Linked DNA regions of Mus musculus: region 2 is linked to region 1. Evidence: chromatin contacts called from public promoter capture Hi-C data. All regions are on one chromosome and are shown on one strand. The core of a region is the stretch at or near the end of the contact, and the rest is flanking DNA. Distances in the headings are between cores, read along the strand shown.

The links. Capture Hi-C pulls out chosen DNA fragments and counts their contacts.
Region 2: a promoter capture Hi-C map of adipose tissue shows a contact between it and region 1. The contact joins two enhancer-like sites. A contact is called at or near these places in 6 of 39 promoter capture datasets (the HPC-7 cell line, cranial neural crest, frontonasal cranial neural crest and 3 more), 1 of 15 datasets of contacts at CTCF or cohesin (the NIH/3T3 cell line), 3 of 484 Hi-C or Micro-C datasets (the HPC-7 cell line, cerebellum and cortical neurons), 4 of 115 datasets of contacts at active chromatin or transcription factors (astrocytes, embryonic limb bud, embryonic stem cells and 1 more) and 1 of 9 other capture datasets (adipose tissue).

Annotation. Positions count from the first base shown.
Region 1 is chr17:12,412,838-12,420,592 of GRCm38.p6, forward strand. Plg (plasminogen) reads left to right here. Exons shown (of 19, transcript NM_008877.3): 17 at 1,341-1,447; 18 at 5,800-5,945; 19 at 6,129-6,547. The coding sequence ends at 6,290. Slc22a3 (solute carrier family 22 (organic cation transporter), member 3) reads right to left here. Exons shown (of 11, transcript NM_011395.2): 11 at 7,135-7,755. Among named protein-coding and RNA genes, the nearest start is that of Plg, 38 kb to the left of the region's middle. Within about 2 kb of position 3,869, at least 48 of the 459 cell types and tissues checked have an H3K27ac peak or open chromatin away from gene starts, as enhancers often do. A contact at or near this core is called in adipose tissue, where this site is marked.
Region 2 is chr17:12,892,965-12,900,719 of GRCm38.p6, forward strand. It overlaps Pnldc1 (poly(A)-specific ribonuclease (PARN)-like domain containing 1), which reads right to left. Exons shown (of 19, transcript NM_001034866.1): 8 at 6,877-6,953; 9 at 6,569-6,712; 10 at 4,297-4,366; 11 at 2,548-2,633; 12 at 1,396-1,451. Among named protein-coding and RNA genes, the nearest start is that of Pnldc1, 13 kb to the right of the region's middle. Within about 2 kb of position 2,762, at least 7 of the 459 cell types and tissues checked have an H3K27ac peak or open chromatin away from gene starts, as enhancers often do. A contact at or near this core is called in adipose tissue, where this site is marked.

The DNA.
Region 1 (7,755 bases), core at 2,619-5,118:
GCTGTAAACAGAGAGGCGATGTCTTGGGACATTTTGATGTATTAGAAAGCTAGAAGGAGGGACAGGAAGTTACTCTATAAATCAGCTGATGTCCCTCATGTCCCCAGAGCCTTCCCTTGCATCCCAGTAAATGAATGAATACAAGACCTGCCTGAGTGGTTCCCTTGGATTCACTAGGGTGATCCAGGGCTTGAACAGGTCATTCAGCAAATAGGAGGACCTTGCTCTCTGACAGCCTGACGTTTTCTGGCTTTGATTGTATCATAGCCGCACCCCACAGACCGAAGAGCAAAGGTCTTGGTGTCCTGTAAAGGACCCTATGCATGACATTCCTGTGAGAAGCTGGGTCTGTTTTGGTCATTCTGGGAAATCATGTCTGCTGCAAAGCTGGAGACAGTGTGGGTCCTGGATGAAAACAGGGCGTTCCTCATTTCCAGTCTTTTTTTTTTTTTTTTAATCTCTTGAATGCACTAAGGCTTTGGGTCTGAAAAAAAAAAATCAAAGTTAGAATACGTGTGAATCCATGGAACTTTATAACTCTATTTAGGTGCAGGTTCTTTGAAAACAGAGCTGTTTCACTTCTGTGAAGAGCTCACTTCCAAATCACTTTCTCTTGGTGAACACCACTTGTCCAGATTCTTGTAAGCAGTTCAGCATTTAACAGGCGAGAAGATCTGGGACGCAGAAAGGTAGAATAAATAGCCTCGGCCAAACACCTTTTGATCTTAGTGTAGCTGGATAGCATCTGGATGGTCCATCCACAGAAAGGCACCCTCTTACATTGAATAGCAAGTCACAAACCACAGGACAGGGCTCAGTTGGTAAAGCACTTGCCGCACGAGCGTGGAGACCCAAGCTCAAATCCCCAGTGTTATGTCAAACGCTTGGCATGAAGATATGCACCTGTAACCCCAACACTGGGGCCCAGGGGGAGACACAGGAGGACTCCTAGAGCTAGTCTCGCTGACTCAGTGAACTCCAGGTTCTGTGACAGACCCTGTCTCCAAAACTGAGGGGATGAACAATTGAGGAAGACACCTGAAACTGATCTCTGGACTTTCTATGCATATGCACAAGTGTGCATTTGGTTCCTGCATGGACACATGCGAACAAACATACATCCCCTCCCATACAATGGATTCTTTAGCTTGTAGGACATTGTAGAGTACTGTGAGAATGAAGGGTTTTCTATACTGTTCTATGTCAGTGAAGTAAAGAGATACCAGCCTGAGGAATGCTGGGACACAGAGGAGGGTACACTCGGCTGTGGGTGATCTGCAGGTGAAGGGTGGGGGTCTCCTGCAGAGCAGTTGACGCAACATTTGATATACTCCTTTCAGCCCAGCCACCATCACGGATAAAGTCATTCCAGCTTGTCTGCCATCTCCAAATTACATGGTTGCTGACCGGACAATATGTTACATCACCGGCTGGGGAGAGACTCAAGGTGAGACAAACTGGCCTTGACTACAGACTGTACGGCAAAAGGAACCGTTCAGAGTGAGTTGTAGCAAGTCCTGCCTGTGAATGTGGCCCAGCCCCTTTCTAGATTTGTCTGGGCACTTGCTACATCTCCATGATCGGTCACCAAGACTTGAGGAGGATGCCAGGGAGTGTCCCTTAGACTCTTCTGGCCCACTGTTGCCTTTTGCCCAGGGGAGAGGGCTTCGGCACAATCCACAGATTAGCCTCGACTTAATCATGTGACTTTACTATTTTACGTTCTCAAAAACAGAATCACAACATAAACTGTAGCTAAACCAGTCTTTCCAAATACTCATTATAGTTAATATGTGTGAGAGGCCATTAGTATGGGATAAGCTGACAACTGGGAGGGGGAGAGAGGCCCCAGGTGTCCTGGTACAGCTGACGGGGCAGGAAGAGAGCTCTGTGCGGGCTTCCCCATCACAATCTGTATTTACTTTGGGGACTCTCTTTCAAAGAACGATTTTGTGGAACACACACACACACACACACACACACACACACACACACACACACAATGGCTAGGCTTGATCATTCCAAACTTGGCTTCTCCCATTTCCCTGATTTCCTGTCTCCTTTTCCCACACTTCTGATTCTGCAGCATTGAGGTCCTGGAACAGGAACTTTGGAACCTTGGAAACTGATGTTTTACCCATGGAAGTGCTAGGTCGTCCTTAAGTGGTTTGCATTTAAAGAAAAAAACCTGTGTGCTACAAACTCATGGGAGTTAGATGTTGTTCCTATGTGCAGACGAGGAGCCTGATGTTCAGAGACGGGGGAGGGGTGGGGGGAGGGGTGCGGGTGTGTGTGTGTGTGGAGGAAGGTACAGCAGGAAAAGCAGAGGCTGGCTGCAGAGACCTGGGGAGGAGCCCCGCTTCCCGCTCACCAGCTGTGGACAGTTAGGGAGATCTCCCTAGTGGTCTCCTAGGCTGGAGGCCTGCTGTAGGGCTGTGGTGGGAGAAGCAATGAGAGAAAACCCAACTCCAATTGATTTAAGCAGAAGGAGAGAAATTTCTAGTGATCAAGAAAGTCAGACCTCTCTAGTGCTGGCCTGGGACCTCGGGCTCTATCCAGCCACCATCTGGGAGTCATTCAGGTCACACGAGGATCGTGGCTACAGATGTTGGGTTACTTTTGGCTCTCTCAATGGGAATAAAGGGTGTCACTTTTCCCACAGTGGGAACAATAACCTGCCTAGGCTGGGAAAGCTCAGACTCTGGTCCTGAGCCACGTTTTTCTGAACCAGTTCCGCCTGGCTCAGACCTTTGCTACATGATCTGCTCTGTAGTTGGGGGCAAGGCCCACGCACGCCCGTACACAACAAGAGCTGATCCCTCAGCCGCCCTTGGAATGTTGAGTGAAAGGCTTCTAAGCCCCGCCTCCCCACCCCCAAAATCAACTTTGTGATTGATCTTCATTGTCAACTGGACAACTAGGAGACATAGCTCTGGACATACCATGGGCATTTTGGGGGTGGGGGGGATGGTAAGAGGGGGAGGTAGCCCATTGAGCACCAGAACCCCCTTTCTCTGTTCCCCGTATCCATAAAGACCTGAGTAAACATACTTCTGTTACAGTTGCAAACTGCAGCTGCTGCTGCTGAGCCCAGCTTTTTCCAGAGTTTTGTAGCATGCCTTTGCTTTGCTAGCACAGAGCAGCCCAGAAATCACGGACAGTCCCTTCCCCAGACGCTGTGGCTAGACTTGTCTCTATCACCAACATCAACATCACCAACATCCCCATCATTCACAGTCACCCTTATCACCATCATCGTCATCATCATTTCCACCTCACCATTACTAGATGGCAATAACGACATCTAGTCAATCAGCGATTTTAGCTTCCTAGGTAAATCTCTCTTCACTTCACGCCTCAGGCTTTCTCAGATTTTCAAACTCCAATGGCTAGCTGGTGTTGAGGCTGAGGATTCTTCTAGATTGGTTTTTGCTGTCCTCCTGGATTTTCAGGGGGCCTGACTACTGCTAGACTTAGCCTGGTGCCCCCCCACCCCCCCCCAGTAGGGCTTTTGCCCCTAGGTCATTTACTAGTACCCTTCAGGCCTCCAGAGATGCCTTCTCTCCTTTGGCCACCAGATGGCAGCATATCTTCACAGACCACAACGTCCTGTAAACCACCCAGAGGTGGTTTCCTCAGGGCTCAGAACAATTTCAGCCTAATATGTATCTCCACTCCTGGACTTAGTTCGAGCAATGCCCACCATCCCTTCTGGTCCCATGACCTTAAGACATGTCTCTTCCAGCTCCTATAATCACCAGACAGATTACACATTTTTCTGAACCTAAGACAAGTCTAGTCCAAGTGTCAGGGGAAGGCACTGTCCTTTATTTCTTGGCTGCTCTGTGCTAGCAAAGCAAAAGCGTGTTACAAAACTCTGGAGAAAGCTGGGCTTGCAAACTGGAAAGCTGGGTTCTCGTCAAGCTCGCTAAGTCCTGGGTGGATCCCTCTGCACAACAGCCCTTCCTCTGGCATTGCTGCAAGTGTTCTGGCTCAGTCTGGCGTCTGGCACACAAAAGCAGCAGGGTTTTTTTGTTTGTTTGTTTGTTTCTGTTTTGTTTGTTTGTTTTTGTTTTTTAATATATAAAGAAGAGATACAACTCATAAATCGAGTAAGGGATTAAATGTTCCCTTTCTCTCATTGCTGGAGAAATATAGATTAGAAAAATGAATCAAAACAATTTACACCTATTACATTAGCTAGTTAAAAATTATTAATATTTTAATAATAGTTCAACGTGGACACTCGTGAGGGTGTTATGGACTGATGTTTTCTGGTGTGTTTTCTGGCCATACCTATCTCGAAAATATCCTGAATATAAACATGTATATGTTGTTTCTGAGAACTTAGACTTAAGAAAATATCATGGGCTGAAAATAGATGGCAGAGGTAGAGGTGTGGAGCCTTTGTGAACAGGGAGTGGGGGCGGGAAGGGCCCACAGCTCCAAGTTCCAGGTAAACACTGTCCACACTAAGCCTTGGTTTCCTTAATTGCCTATCAGGAATCATAGAAGTTGCTACTTTCTGGAACTGGTGCAAGAAGTAAATGAATTAATTAGATGAATTAAATGAAATTGTACTATGTTACCAGCTTGTTCCTTGAACAGTTAATGATTAGTCAAAGATATGGCTTTGGGGAGGCCATTAGTATCCACACATAAAAGGGACAGTCTGAAATGCCTGCCGTCCGTTTACAGTGTGGAGCGACCATCGTTGTCTTTCTAAACCATTTCCCTAATGGCAAGAGAAAACCCCACGACCACTAGATAATCATTCTCCACTCAGCTATCAGGGAGATTGTGGCATTATTAAAATGTCCCAAGGTCTGGGGAGATGGCCCAGTTGGTAAAGCTTTTGCCTTATATGCATAAAGACTTGGTTTGGATCCCCAGAACTGTAAATACGGACCTGGTGGTGTATACTTGTAATACCAGTTCCAGGGAGGTGGAAGCATGTGGATCCTTAGGGCTCACACATCATCTCAAGGAGTGGTGCCCAACACACACACACACACACACACACACACACACACACACACACACACACATTGTTCTTATGGTAAATTGCTTACCTTGCAAATGGGGCTTGCCAAATTGGAAAATAGGCTTTTCCATTGAAAATATGGAGAAGTCTCAGCTGTGTCCATGTGGAAAACAGCATTGGATCCCCAGAACCCATGTACGGTAAAACGATCTGGACATGGTAGCCCCATTGTAATCCCAGTGCTGGGGAGGTGGAGACAAGGGCAGTCCCTAGGGCTTGATGGACAGTCAGCCTAGCCTATGTGGTAAGATCTAAGTCAGAGAGAGTCCTTGTCTCAAAAGGAAGGTGGGCAGTGCCTGAGGAATGAATGACACCTGAGGTTGGTCTCTGCCCGCCCTACCCCCATCCCCCTTTATGCTATAATGAGCAGGTGGGGGAGGGATTTAAAATGGAGCAGTATTATATAGGTGTAAATAAAGTATAGAAAGCCTGAAAAAGAACACATTACAATAGTAGCAACTGAGCTTTTAAAGCCCCCTCTCTTCAAATGTATTTGTCTTTTGTTTTAAACTGGAAATAATATGTGGACAAATAGCAAAGCTGCAAATGCCATGGAGAAGCCGGAATGCTGCAGCAGGTTTTGGGAACCCTGTTTAACATGGTGTGTAACGCTCACAACTTGAAGGGCTCATAGGTGTTAACAGTGTCTCCCTGTGCCACACAACCACACAAATGAGAGATCTATACCTGCTGCTGTGTCATTCTGGAAGCTTCCTGGGCACCCTGTTTAATTGCATCTCTACTGATCATCACAGGGACTTTCGGTGCCGGTCGTCTCAAGGAGGCTCAGCTGCCTGTGATTGAGAACAAGGTGTGCAACCGCGTCGAGTATCTGAACAACAGAGTCAAATCCACGGAGCTCTGTGCCGGGCAACTGGCTGGTGGCGTCGACAGCTGCCAGGTAAGAGAAGAGACCGAGATGGTCTTGGGTTGACACGTCTCTGCCCCTTGGACTTTCAGTCTGAGAGGATTTGACAACTCATGGCCTGCGGAGGAATCCCACAGAGAGACAACACAAAGATAGCCTCCCATAATATACCGGTGTAGCTCACTTCTCATATGGACTCTTCCCTCCCTCATCTAGGGCGACAGTGGAGGACCTCTGGTTTGCTTCGAGAAGGACAAGTACATTTTACAAGGAGTCACTTCTTGGGGTCTTGGCTGTGCTCGCCCCAATAAGCCTGGTGTCTACGTTCGTGTCTCACGGTTTGTTGATTGGATTGAAAGGGAGATGAGGAATAACTGACTAGGTGGAAGGCCGAGCAAAACCTCTGCTTACTAAAGCTTACTGAATATGGGGAGAGGGCTTAGGGTGTTTGGAAAAACTGACAGTAATCAAACTGGGACACTACACTGAACCACAGCTTCCTGTCGCCCCTCAGCCCCTCCCCTTTTTTTGTATTATTGTGGGTAAAATTTTCCTGTCTGTGGACTTCTGGATTTTGTGACAATAGACCATCACTGCTGTGACCTTTGTTGAAAATAAACTCGATACTTACTTTGATCTGAGTTGGTTTTTTGGGGAAGGGAAGTCTTCAATATTTTCATATTCTCTGTTTACCCTAACAATTTAAAAGCAACCGACTGAAAGTGATTCAGTTTGTTTTCCCAAGGGCCAGCTTCACGAAGGACTAAACAGACAATAGGGTCACCGAGAGGAGAACTGAAAGTCTTGGCGAGTCCCTCGTACATTGACCTCATCAGCTAACGACAGCCTGACATACGTCTTCAACGTCTTCCTTTCTGACACTGAGAATATTGGAAGCTGCCGCATGTACGGGGAGTCAGGGGACTGAGTTCTATTCTGGTACTGACGACTGGGCTTCAGCCCAGATCCCAGGATGTGTAGCTGAGTCGTGGCATAGGCTAGGTGAGGGAAACCTAATATAAGACCAGCCGAGAGTCTGAACGGTATTGTAGGTCACATCCGAGTCCACGAACAGGGAGTGCTGGGAGCCCATAAAGGAGCAACAAGCCACCATCGAAGTGATGTTATTTCCCAGTTTGGAGACAGTAAGCAACACACACATGTTATGTGGGATAGTGTTTGACAGTGGCACATGTTCAGAGGGAGGAGAAAGGATAGATATTTTTAAAAACAGTTTAAAAATCGTTTATTGTTATGAAACAGAACTACCAACTTGAAATGCAATCCAAAGGCAGCAGGGTGGACAAGAGCCGTGCTACAGCCACGAAACACGCAGGCAGCCGGGCCACAAACGCCTGTGTACACAGTGGGTGTGGCAATGAATACCCCAAAGGCTGTTGGGGAACTGAGCATCACACTCCGTTCTCCTGTGCTTTATGATTAAACATCTGTCTAACAGTCACACACATCTTCTCCAGTGTTGCAAACATAGTATGCTCTCCACAAGTGAAATAGTTCCTCCCCCCACCCCCCCACACACATTGGCAAGGTTTCTCTTTGATGCTAATTTTGCCTGTCCACACTGAGTTTGAAGTTTAAGACACAGTCAGCCTAACATACATACCGAGTTTGAAAATAAACCAAGAACTGCACACCATATAGAATACTGTGTTTACATTTGAGTCTCTGCTCCAGAAGGCTTGATTAAAAAAAAAAAAAAGAAAGAAAGAAAAAGTCCAGTTCCTCATTAGTATCTCCTCCAACACTTACAAGTCAAATTGGCTGCTAATTCTTTTAAGTTTGAATACAATTGACTTTTATCATTAAGTGGCAACAAATGTAT
Region 2 (7,755 bases), core at 1,512-4,011, 480 kb after region 1:
GATGAGGTCTTGACAAGGCCATAGACCATGAGGCTCTGGGTTCAATCCCTGAAGCTTCAAACAAAGGAAAACAACAGAAGACAACAGGCCAACTGTGAACTAGAGCTGCACAAAAGCAGTGTGGTGGTAACACAAGCGAAGTGGGGGTAAAGGCCCGCCAAGAAAAGACAATGGTCGAGAAGAGGGCTCAGGGGGAGTGGCTCCAAGATGCAATATCAGAGACAAAAAAACGAAACAAACAGGGACACCAACCAACCCTCTCACCACGACAAAGAAATCCAGAGCGTGCCAAAGGAGGAGAAAGCCCAAGCTCCAAGGCACTGTAAAGCAAATTTGAACAGCTCAGGGACCATGGTCTAGTCCTAATGCCACATGTGCAACACCCTGCCAAGTACAAGCACAGGTATCCTGAGTAACCGTCAAAGGGGAAGAAACCTAACAGCAGTGGGCATGGGTGAAGGGAGGCTGTGAAGGGGACTAAAGATTGGATAACCTGTCTCTAGGGAACAGGTATGTTACTATACCAGTTTTAGGCACCCCACCAAAGGCTTCCCACCAGTGAAGAAGTTCTGACTCTTATCCTACAACCTGATGGCACATATTTCCCACAAGTTCTCTCGAAAACTATGGGTTACCATGGGAGCCAGGGAGAGGGTCAAAAAGTGAGCAGCTTGGTTTTAAGTTTTAGATGGTAAAGGGTGTGGCGGCTTGGATACCTGGGAAAAGGACAAGCAGGCAGGGTCTAAGAGAAGGGAGGATGCAGGGAAAGGGTGGTAAGCGAGTAAGAGAGCAGCCCTGCTGGCCTCAGACAAGGAGGGTATGTGGGATACAGCTTAGCTATTCAAGTGCTTGCCTCGCATGTACAAAGCCCTGAGTTCTAGCCCCAACACCCCCATAAAACTGAGCATACTGGTACAGGCCTATAATCTCAGCATTTGGAAGAGAGACAGAAGAAGGATCAGAAGTTCAGGTCATCCCTGTCTATACAACAAATTCAAGGCCAGCCCAAGCCACCTGAGGTCCTGCCTCAAAAGAAACCAGTAAGAAAGGTGAATGTGTCTGCTGGGGACAGGAATGTCAATAAGGATGACAGAACTTATAAAATGTTCAAGAAGACAGGCAGCAGGCTCAGACCTTGACCTCTGAGGGGATTTTTTTATTTTTTGTTTTTTCAGAAGTGGGGTCAAGACAGAGGCATGAGGAGCTGGGTGGAGGGACGTTAGGTCCAAGCAGCTGTGTTCTAGGGAGCAGGTCCACAAAATTATTATTTTGCTCTCTAGTGAAAAGCATGCCAATTACATACAAAGATATCAAAACCAGGGGGCTTGGAATAAGTTAAAATCAGAGAGAGGGCAGCTGAGGCTGCAGGCCTTGCTCTAGAAACACCTTCCTCACCTGCTCAGCACTTCGTACACTTCCAAGAGGTTGGAGACCCGTGGGAAACGCAGTTCCTGCAATCATGAAGAACGGAGCACTGTGCTTGGGGTCACCATCTGCTGCAGGCCTCGCAAAGGGTCACTACATGGACCTGGCAAATGCTGGCCTTGACACCATCCCAGGGTCAGGAGAGCAGGACTCTGGGGGCATCACAGAAGACGTCCCAGTGACCCTGGTAGAGGTCAGTGTCAGCCACAGAACTCACACCTTCTGTTTAGGAAGTATGTGAACACAGGAATCTGAGACTCTGGGCTAAGGCGGGGCTCTATCTGCAGAATAGCTGGTTTTCTGGGGAGCAGAGGCCTTGGGGCAACGTCAGATTACTAAGTCCCAAGATCAAACACCCAAGGCCTCTTCTGGGCAGAAATGCTCTGAGGAGCCCCTTCCTTCCGAGTTCTGCTGCCCCTCCTCGGATGGCCCACTTGAACCTGCGGCTTTAAACCCCTGATGGGTTCCCCTTGCGCTGTTATTCTGTTTAATTCCTAAAAGCATTTAAAGTAACCCAATGCTTCCCTTTTCTACACGTTGTGTGTGGCCTGGGCTATAGGACAGTCACCTGGGGAGCTTTTGGAATATCGCCTGCCCCCACTCTGGACCACGCATAAAGTGGACAGTGGAGCCAGGATCAGTTTGCAACCTCTCCTGAGATTCTAACTCTGTCAGAGAACCCATGACTTCAGTGCTTGACAACGGGGTTTTCTCCAGACTTTACAAGGGGCGCCTTATCCTCTAGAATAATACTTTCTGGGAATCCCTCATAGGTTTATAAAATATGTAGTAAGCTCTAAAATAAACTGTTTGGACCATGCATGATAGTGTATACCTTTAATCCTAGGATGTGGAAGGCTGAGGTGGCCGAGGGTGGGGTGGGGGTGGGAGGAGTGGGGGCTGTTGTGAGTTCAAGGTCAGCCTAGGTTACCTAGCAAGACCCTATCCTAAAAACCGAAACAGAATAAAATGCCCACAGAATTATTGCTCTATTGTCCAATGAAAACTACACTATTTACCTACAAATACATCACAACTGGGGCTTGGAATATGTGAAAATCCATTGAAAAGTGTCACAAGTATGAAATTCAACACCCTACCCCAAAGCAAGCCACTCCTTACCTTCCAGATGTCCTTTGTCACGTTCTTAGTGTCAATGAGGACAGGAAACAGGCTATGGATGTTCTGCTTAAACTGATCATAGCTTTCTGAGGGGGAAGGTCCAAACGGGACACGTGAATTTGTGGGTTAGTGGAAGCACATGGAGCCAGCCTCCAGTCCGCCTTGCCGCTGCCCAGTGCCAACCAGTAAAGCAGCGAGAACAAGACACAAACTAGAAATATTTCTAATCCTCATGGAGGACTTTGGCTCTCCAGCCACGAGGCCACTGCCACTTTCTATGGTAAAGGTTACATGGCTTCCCACCAAACTCAAGGCCCAGTGCACTGTGGTCATCAGCTAACACCACCCCAGGAGCTCAGGAAGACACACATAAGTAATAAATGGCTATGCAGATAACAATCCAAGACAATTCAACTGAATACCTTATAACTAAGTAAAGCACTCTGGTAAGAAAGGGGTTTTTAATAGACACTTAATAGGTTATACTCTGTGCAATTACACTGCACCTAGATACTGAAGTTTACTGCACACAAAACCTCACCACAACCCCCAAGCAAGAAGCCCCAGGATTCTCCACCATACTCCCTGGCCCACCCCGACAGAACACCTGCCAGGGCCTCTCCCGGGGGTCCTTGCGTCCAGCTCACGGTGTACTGCGACAGCTGTGGACTTGTGAAACAGTCCTGACCTCCTCCTTCTCCTCCTCCCAGCTGCCCACTGCTCACATCTCCCACGGGTCCTCTCCACAGTTACAGCCCCCAGGGCCACAGGGAGCCCACCCGCTGCGGGAACTTCCCTATCTGCCTCACTTCTCCTCTCCCACTGACTGTTTTCTCTGTTTGCTCGAGTTTTTGTGTGTACCTTAATCATTGCCTCTAATTCTTCCAATATGCTCAAACGCAGCTATTCTGTCCAGTCCTGTTTTACAGAGCACCCTCCTGGAGCTTCCTGTCCCTTCCCGTCTAGTGCCTACCACATCTCTGTGAACCCTCTTGTGCCTGCCACCAAGCTGAGGTCGCTTCTGCCCATCTCACCTCATAGGTAAGCAGAGAAGGCAAAGGCACCAGCTGAAGGTCACACACACACACATACACACACACACACATACACATACACACACACACACACACACACACACACACACACACAACCCACTCTGCCGTACTGCCATTTGTCCAAGGACAGACTCAGGTGTGGAACGGAGCACGGCCACCAGACAGGAGCCAAGGCAGTCCCTGAAACATCTAGACCTCCGTTAGGTCTCTAATGCATGAGGAGGAAAAGCCAACCTTAAGATGAAATACACAGGGGCTGGTGAGATGGCTCAGTGGGTAAGAGCACCCGACTGCTCTTCCGAAGGTCCGAAGTTCAAATCCCAGCAACCACATGGTGGCTCACAACCATCCGTAATGAGATCTGACTCCCTCTTCTGGAGGGTCTGAAGACAGCTACAGTGTACTTACATGTAATAAATAAATAAATTAATAAAAAAAAAAAAGATGAAATACACAGCCTACACAAGTATGTAAAGACTCAAAACAAGGGAGGAAATCCAAAGTGTCAAGCAATGAAAGGTGGGTTCTTTCCTTCATACATTTGTGACCTTGCCCAAGGTCACACCATGGGCCAGTCACAGGAGGAGGTTATGTAATCAGATTCAGGCTCCCTGAGGACAGCTCCCTGCTCTCTCTCAGAAGGTGGTACAGACACAGACCTGAGGCCAGAAGAAGAACCCGGCTTCACCCCTACCTGGAAGAGGTCGGAAGAACTTCTCATGGAGATGCAGTAGGTCCATCATCATGTTATGTCCTACCAAGGGCTACTTGGAGAAAAGCAACAGGTGAGAGAAAGGAATTCTAAAAATCAGGGCCGAAACTTGCTCTAAAGCAGGTTTTGTTTTTGTTTTTGTTTTTTTTTTTCCAATAAAGAATATAGTTTTAGATCACTTGATTGTTGCGGGATTTTCCCTGTCCAATCACATTAGGGCAGTGGGAAGCTTGTGGTTGGACAGGAGAAGGGAGGATCAGAGAGGTTTTGAAGCGACAGAAAGTGTGGTCTGAGGAGGAGTGAGAGAACCAGAATGGAGGCTGACGTGGTGCTATCAAAAGGTTAGAATAATTGGCTTTATCATTACCATTTGGCTCTGAAATTATTGTATTGGCATCTTCTAAATTGTGTTATTATTGATACATAAATCTGACTGGTTAAGAGTCTTGATTCTACCCAGTAATTAGGTGTTGAGATGGCTAACCAGGGGTGCATGGGATGTTGCATGAAAGCGAGAGGAACTCGGGGGGTGGGGTGGGGCATCCAAGAGATGGCCCAGTGGGAGCCATGTGGCCTTACAGGGTTGGCAAGTTGGCAGGCCAAGAGACTGAGCGAGTGTGATCACCTGGTGCAGGGGCTAGCTCTAGAGAGTTGGTGGTGGTGGCAGGAGCGCAGGAGTGTGGCCTGGCCCCGCTGGGAGTTAACAGGTTCATTTTTTAAAAATATTTCCCACAATACTTGATAAAATCCACCTTCAGTGTCTTTCAGCTCCCACACAAGGTAATGGGACTCTGGGGTGGAAAGAGGGAAGGAAACAGGGAGGGGGAGGAGAAAGATGGAGGGAGGGAATAGTGCAGGGAGACAGACAGAGGGGGGGGGGAGAAAGATGGAGGGAGGGAATAGAGCAGGGAGACAGACAGAGAGGGGAGGAGAAAGATGGAGGGAGGGAATAGAGCAGGGAGACAGACAGAGAGGGGAGGAGAAAGATGGAGGGAGGGAATAGAGCAGGGAGACAGACAGAGAGGGGAGGAGAAAGATGGAGGGAGGGAATAGAGCAGGGAGACAGACAGAGAGGGGAGGAGAAAGATGGAGGGAGGGAATAGAGCGGGAGACAGACAGAGAGGGGGAGGAGAAAGATGGAGGGAGGGAATAGAGCGGGGAGACAGACAGAGAGGGGAGGAGAAAGATGGAGGGAGGGAATAGAGCGGGGAGACAGACAGAGAGGGGGAGGAGAAAGATGGAGGGAGGGAATAGAGCGGGGAGACAGACAGAGAGGGGAGGAGAAAGATGGAGGGAGGGAATAGAGCGGGGAGACAGACAGAGAGGGGAGGAGAAAGATGGAGGGAGGGAATAGAGCAGGGAGACAGACAGAGAGGGGAGGAGAAAGATGGAGGGAGGGAATAGAGCAGGGAGACAGAGAGGGGAGGAGAAAGATGGAGGGAGGGAATAGAGCAGGGAGACAGAGAGGGGAGGAGAGGGGGAGAGGGGAGGTGAATGAACAGAAGGGACCCTGAGGCAGGGTCCACACTGGGAATCTGTGAGGCACACAGTTTCTCTAAGCAATTTTAGGTCGTTGCTGTTAAAATTCCCATGCTGCTGCAAGGAACAAAGACACAGGAGAATCTCAGGCACTGTCTCCCCTCAAACTAACCAACCACAGAAAAAGCAAGGCTATGCCCACGAAGCCAGAAGCAATTTGCCAAAGACAAAGAGTCACCTTAAAAATGTACCTGTCAGCCGGGCGTGGTGGCGCACGGCTTTAATCCCAGCACTTGGGAGGCAGAGGCAGGCGGATTTCTGAGTTCAAGGCCAGCCTGGTCTACAAAGTGAGTTCCAGGACAGCCAGGGCTACACAGAGAAACCCTGTCTCGAAAAACCAAAAAAAAAAAAAAAAAAAAATGTACCTGTCACTTATTTTGTTATATAGGTGCTTGGGCTGCACGTATGTCTATATATCATGTCTGCCTGGTGTCCACAGCCAGTCAGATCCACTGGAGTTACAGATGGCTGGGGAGGCCCTGCGGGTGCTGGGAACCAGACCTCAGTCCTCCGCAAAAGCAAGTGCCCTGAGCCACTGAGCCATCTCTCCAGCCCCCAAGAATCACTTAAAAAAAAAAATCTCTAATCACTTCTTGGCTTTAGGTCAAGTGAAGAAAGATAACTTTATTAGCAGAGCGGCTTTCAAACTCCACTGCTAGAAATACAAAAGATGATGGAAAGGCCAAGCAGAAACAAGAGAAGGGCTGTTCCCTACCTTCTGGGCTTTCACCAACATCTGGAAAAAGACAGAGAAGCCTCTTGCAGAGAGAAGAATCTGTTCCTTCCAACAGCTGACTTGGTCACAAGAGGCGTGCTCAAGGTACCAGCGTTGTGGCTGGCTCACCTTCTTCACAATCACCTGCAGCAGCGAAGAGAGACACGCGTGCTCTGAGCGGGAGCCTGGCAATGCAGCTGGAAAGCAGCATATGTGTCTTTACCACAGAGAGAAACAGGAAACAGAAGCCTCTCGGAGGCCAGATTCAGCTGGGGGCACTAAGGACATACACCTAGGCAGGGACTCACCCACTCCTCTTTCAGCACTGTCCAGATGTTGGGGAGGGCCTGCCTCAGCACCAGTTGGACCTCAAAGGCTTGGAACCCTGCAGCAAGGAAGCACAAGGCATACACAGAACCTGAACACTACCAAACTCTCCTTTCCTTCGCCGCGGGAGAAGTCTGCAAGGAATAGATGCTCTGAGCCTGTGACCAGTGGGCTGCACCGGAAGCCTGCTTCCCGGGTGCCCGAGCCTATGTCCACGTGTGCCTGCTGGGATGTTCTAGGAACACAACCTCTAAGGGCTGGATCTCAAGGATGCTCTTCAGTTGGGGGCACTCGTGTGGCTGTTTCTGTAGTTTGCGGCTGATGATATTAACCCTGTTAGGAACTGATACGAATTACAACTTAGAGTTACACTTCCATAGCAAAAAAAAGTTAAAAATAACATTTTAAGAAAAATAACTGGTTTCTCAAATAAAAATATTTAGTAAATTGGGTATGGTGGTTGCGTGCCTTTGCTCCTAGCACTCTGGAGCAGAGGCAACTAGATTTGATTTTGAGGCCAGCCTGGTCTGTATAAAAAGTTCCAGGCCCTGTTTAAGCTTTCACCTTCCTTACTCTCATCTCTAGCCTTCCTCTCTCTCCCTTCCCCCAACCCCCACGTGGCCATGGACGGCCTCCCTCTTTCTACCTTCTCTCTTTCTCCCTACCTTCCTACAATAAAGCTCTAAAACCAGAAAAATAAAAAATAAGTTCCAGGCCAGCCAAGGCTACACAGTAAGATCTGTCTAAAGAAATCAAATAAAAGAGAGAGGCTGGAGAGTCAGCTCAATGGTTAAGAGCAGTTGTTGCCCTTGCAGAAGACCTGGGTTCTGTTCCCAGCACCCACATGGTGGCTCACAACC